Linked DNA regions of Neogale vison: region 1 is linked to region 2. Evidence: chromatin contacts called from public Hi-C data. All regions are on one chromosome and are shown on one strand. Each heading gives the region's core, a stretch centred on a gene start, on an enhancer-like site or on the middle of the called end of the contact. The rest is flanking DNA. Distances are from core to core; before and after follow the strand shown.

The links. A called contact is a pair of places that touch in the nucleus more often than the background predicts.
Region 1: a Hi-C map of fibroblasts shows a contact between it and region 2, with 3 times the contacts expected there. The contact joins the enhancer-like site here to the promoter of PPP3CA in region 2. A contact is called at or near these places in 2 of 3 Hi-C or Micro-C datasets (fibroblasts and muscle).

What each region holds. Positions count from the first base shown.
Region 1 is chr11:107,098,258-107,100,957 of ASM_NN_V1, reverse strand. The region is part of intron 2 of PPP3CA (serine/threonine-protein phosphatase 2B catalytic subunit alpha isoform); the gene reads right to left. Among named protein-coding and RNA genes, the nearest start is that of PPP3CA, 160 kb to the right of the region's middle. Within about 2 kb of position 1,262, the one cell type or tissue checked has open chromatin away from gene starts, as enhancers often do. A contact at or near this core is called in fibroblasts, where this site is marked.
Region 2 is chr11:106,936,864-106,939,563 of ASM_NN_V1, reverse strand. It overlaps PPP3CA (serine/threonine-protein phosphatase 2B catalytic subunit alpha isoform), which reads right to left and starts at 1,251. Exons shown (of 13, transcript XM_044224402.1): 1 at 1,047-1,251. The coding sequence starts at 1,104. It overlaps LOC122889341 (a long non-coding RNA gene), which reads left to right and starts at 2,132. Exons shown (of 2, transcript XR_006380888.1): 1 at 2,132-2,338.

The sequences.
Region 1 (2,700 bases), core at 13-2,512, 160 kb before region 2:
TATTACTGACTCGTTCGTTACACAGGAGTGCTGGAGGACTATGGCTCAGCTATTCTTAATATAATACTCCATTCATTACCAAACAATTCACGTAAAGATGCTTTTGATCTCAGTCTTCCCTTTTTCTCCCCCTTTATTAACTGTCCCAGCCATAGTTTTCTATACAGTCCACTCTCAAAGAACTTGTGAGAGCTCTTTTCACTGAGAAAAACTGTACGATAAACTCTGTACGCCACATACGCTAAGCACTATTGTTTTGTCTCCCCCCCTTTGCATTACAGCAACACGTTTTTATTTAAAATAAAACCAATAATGATCAACAACCAAAATAATTTATTTATTTCTATTTCTTGAGAACCTTTAATAGCACTCTTAGCTTTTTTTTTTTTTCAGTAATAAGGAAGAACAAATTTTGTGAAAGAAACTGAAAATGCCTGATTTTTAAAAATCTTACACAGAGGCAGAAAACTGCATGTCATACGGTGTGATAAGGAAGCAGGAGGTACCTGAATGGTGCCTGCTCAAAACAAGGTTTTCGGCTTACTAGCCAGGAGACCTCAGACCAGTCACTTAAACCAATGGTTCCCACAGTGAGGACCCAGATCAAGGGTACCATCTGCACCTGGGAAGCTCTTAGAAATTCAAATTCTCAGGCCCACCCCCAGACCTACTAAATCAGAAACTCTGGAGGTGCAGCTCAGCAACCTGTGTTTTAATAAAGTCCTTCAGGTGATTCTGATCCGTGCTCAATTTTGAGAAACATGGACTCAGACTGCTGAAACTCCCTTCTCTCCTGCTTAAGATGGTTTTCCTAAAACCAGCCTTGCCAAACCAGAGAGGTAACCGCGTCATGGGAAAGGACTCTGGCTCATATGCTGTGACCTTTTATCAACATTATCTTTTTTCTTTTTTCTTTTTTTTTTTTAATCAAGGGTCAAAACTAAGGAGAATAAGGACCTCAAAATGATGCGCTCCGGCCACAGGCCCGGGCTGAAATGTGCTGACTGCCAGCAGTGGGCCGGGTACCAAAACAGGCCTCTGGCTGAAGGGAAGGCCCTCGAGATTTGGCCACTGAAATCTAAATGGGCAAAACGCCCCAGAAGTAATATTTTATCCCCATATAAACTAAGGCCGCGTTAGGCTTTGATAGTGACAAATGACAGTAGGAGGAGAGTAAACACTGATCTTTTAGGTCTCAAAAGACACTGGATTCTTATCCCCACTTAACTCTCCCCAGAGTAAAGGCATGGGGAATTCTCCTAATTGACGTCAGCTGCTGTAAGGGAAGGAATGCCATGACCTTAAACTTGGCCACTGGTCCACTCTCACATCCAGGAACAAAGCCAGAGGGCTCTCCTGGCAACTGCCTGACATGCTAAATGGCAGACACAGCCACTAAGGGAATCCTTTTGCTGCCCCAGGGACAAATCCCCCCCTGCAGGAAACAGACGAACTGGAGAGATTAGCAGTTTGCCCGGCTGACGCAGGCCTTTCCCCTCCGCCCAAAGAGCAGCAAATGAGTTCTAAATCACTGGATTCAAAACCTAAGCTTCTGGTCTGCTTTGCTTTACAAATGAGGGCAATGTTCTCTGCTTCGTCGAAGGGAAAACAGGAAAGTGCGAAAACTTCAAGGAGAAATGTAGGAAATTGGATCCTTGCATAAACCACCTAACCTATTCAAGTAGTAGTCCTTGTGGACACTGACTTTCAAGTACAAACTATCAGATGTTTTAAGATTAGTATTAATTATCATTTTTTGAAAGACCTGTAATCAAAATCATATCCAAATCCCCTACCCTGCCAAAGGCATCGTCTTGGCTTCTCTGGGAGAATATGATAAGTTCCTAACCAAGGCCTCTCCCCAGAGTTCCTTCCCACTCCATTCTACTCACCTCCTCCAGGATGTGATTCTAGTCACACACATGATTATGTAAGTCCCTACTCAAAGACCCCTAGACTCTCCAGTGCCTACAGAACAGTATCGGAACGTCTCAGCGCTGCCCACTCGGGGCTCATTCCCAACCCGGACCTTCCAACCTCAGTCTCCCCCAACCCTCACCCCTTCTGAGACCGTGGCTTCCCACAGCAAACCTCCAAAACCAAGTCTTACCACTTCACCAAAAACAAACAAACAAACAAACAAAAAAACACAAAACGCCGTTACCTTTGATATGCCGTTGACTCTGCTCAAAATATCCTTCACAGAGTAAAATTTTACTTCTCAGATGTGATCCAGTTCAAATACCATGAAATCTGTGGAAACTTTGACCTCCCTGCATTCCTTTTTCTGAGTTCCCACATTAAGTTCGTGGCATCTTCATTACAGTTCTTAACAAATTATATAATAATTATCTGCTTTTGTGTCTGACTCCCTGACCAGACCTTGAGTATTTTGGTCAAGGATGAGACCTCCTGTACTTATCCTCCACAGTTCCTGACCTTCTAAAGGAGTTCTCAATCCCTAATCAAGATAGTTAGGATCCTGGCTATTTAACGGTTTCTTTTATGTAAAGACAGAACATAACAATCAGTGGGCAGTGTCAGGCAGGGAAACCTTAGCCATTTGGAAGATAGGAAAACGTTCTGGATTTAAATTAGCTATATCCAGTTTGGTACTTCTTAATTTGCTTGAATAAATCTAGATCATATATTGTATAATCCATAGTTTGATATCTCTGACCAAAAATATCAGTTTTCCTT
Region 2 (2,700 bases), core at 2-2,501:
CCTACCCCACTCCACCACGGAACACAACGAGGACGGCGGGTTTTCCCGGGCAAGAAAGACCAGTGGCGGTCCCCTTCCTCACCCCCACGCAACCCGGCTTCTCTTCGATAGAAAACCCAGGGGCAGGAGTATACACGATCCCGGGGCTGGGAGAGGAGCCAATAATAGGAATCAAATAGCCCGTTAACAAGGGGGTGCCAGGGCATGGAAGAAGCGAGAGGGGTGAGGTTACCACGCGGGAGGTGTGCTCCAGCGGGGAACCATTCAAGAGCAATGACAGGTCGGCGGGGGAAGGCTCGGGTGGCGAGGGAGGTTGGAGAACAGCTTTTCGTGTCTTTCTCAGGGCCTGCGGGGGAATCCCGGGGCGGCGGCGGCGGGGCTCTCAGGTCGTTCCCCGCCTCCCGCGGCCCCCGCGCGTCCCCTCCGCCACCCGCTCAGCCTGCGGCCGCCCCCGCCCCGCGCGGAAGGAAGCGCCGGGCTCCCCCCACGCTCTCCCGCTCTCTCGCGAGTCCTGTGCAGGCCCTTTCAGGGGGAGGGGGAGGGGGCGCGGAGGGAATTGCTGCAATGGAGCGCCGAGAGATCCTTGCCCGAGCGAGGCAGTCGGTGGAAAGCCACGGCCACATAAAAATGCCATATTAATTTTTTAAAAGCCATAAATCACCCCTCCCTCTGCAAAAGAAAATCATAAACCCGATCCCATGCAAGCCTGCGAGCAGCCACCCACTTCCTATTTCTGTCACAGCAGCTACACCCTGCCAGCAACCACCCCCCGGGCGCCCCCTCCCGCCACCGCCACCCCCGCCGCCGCCTCCCCGCTGCTCAGCCATTTGCCAACTGACGCCCCCGTAAATAAAAATGCCCCAAGTGGGGCCGGGTGAGAGGCTTGGGGGAAGGGCGCGCAAAGGAGGGGGGTTCGAGGGTTGCACAATATCCTAGAAGGTCCGTGGCTGGAGCAAGGAGAGAACCGGAGGCGGGGGGAGGGGAGGCAAGCCGTGAGGGTTCCTGCGGCACACGGTGCACCCGGGCGACCGCGGCGCGCCGCTTACCTTTCACCACCCTGTCGGTCGTCGACAACTTGGGATCAATTGCCTTGGGCTCGGACATCTCCAGCCGCCGGGGGACAGCGACGCGCTGCTCGTCCGTCCTACTGCACACCCCGACCGGACCGGCGGGCCAGACACTCAACGCCGCCGCCGCCGCCGCGCTGCAAACCGCTCGGCTGGAGGTCTGGGCTCTGAGCTGGCTTTAAAGTTACTGCCTTCTCGCGCGTCCCTCCTCCTCCACCTCCTCCACCACCTCCTCCTCCTCCTCCTTCGCCGCCGCCGCCGCCTTCACTCCTCCTCCGCCGCCGCCAGCCCCGCCGACTCCGCTCCGGGCTGCGCGTGTGTGGTGGTTATTTATTTATTTTCTAAGCACGCCTCTTGGTTCTTCTTTTATTCTTGGGGGAAGGGGGATGGGGAGGAGAAGCGCACACAGGAGCACCCACCCTGGCAAGGAGACCGGGCACCGCGGAATGGAGCCCCACGCGCGCACTCTGCCGGGATTAAGACCGATCACATGGGAGGGCCGGGGGCGAGAGAGAAGAGGCAGGGCCGCCGATGTCAGTGCCACCAGCCGTGCCTCGGCGTCCCCGGCGGCGGAAAGGCGGCCGCCGCTGCTGCTGCTGCTGCCGCTGTTGCCGCCTCTGCTTCCCCACACCAAGCGCCACCGCTCGTCCGCGGCCGCCGGAGACGTCCCGCCGCTGCGCTCGCCCGCGCTCCTTTCTGCCTCCCCGCGCCGCTCCTTCACTCACACAGGCACAGCCGTGGAGCTCGGCAGACACAGTCCCGGGCGCAACCTACCCTCCTCCTCCTCCGCCGCCGCCGCCGCCGCCGCCTCCGCCACCGCGCCCGCCTCCGCCTCCTCCCCTTCCTCCTCCCGGCCCCCGCCTCCAGCGCCCCGGCAGCCTCCACCTCCCTGCGGAGCCGGCCCCCCCCACTCCCCGCCCCGGCGTCGAAGCTCGTGGCACGCATTGGCTGAGATGCGCGTCATTCACTGCTAGGTAGCGGCCTCCCCGCTCGCCCCGCCTCCCGCTCCTCCTCGCCGTCCCCGCCTCCCGCTGTTTTCTCCCAGCTGCCAGGCCAGTGGGCCTGCTGCCTCTGCCGCCCAGTCCCCGCTCAGGTGTCGCTGTTGCTGGCAGGCCCGGATTAGGGAAAGAGAATGGGGAGGGGGTCGCGGCTGGGAGGAGAGGGGCTGTACTCTGCCCCCCGCAAGCCCATTTGGCATCGGCCCCTGGACCCCGCACACTCCCCCGCGCGGCTTTGGCAGCTGTGCGTTGTCGGCTGGGTTAAGCCGCAGTGTGAGTAGCCAAGCGCGGAGGGTGTCTCCGGGTGTGTGCGTGGCCCTCAAGAGGGCAAGAAGGAGGGAGGCAGGGAGAGGAGGGAAGGGGGTGGCGGTCAGAAGCACCGAGAGAGGGCGGAGGAAGGAAGAGCTCGGGGAGCTCCGGGGCCCGCGGCACAGCTGCTGTCGCTGTCGCTGTCGCTGTCGCTGCCGCAGCTGTCCAGGGAGGATCGCCAAAACGGCGACGAATCAACAACTTACCTTGGGGAGTCGGGCTCCGCCTGTGATGGGTGTACGGTGGTTTTTTGTTACTGGGCTTTTTCTGTGGGCAGTGTGGCGGTTATCAGTGTTTCCCACCCGTGCATCCACACCTTCTGAGGA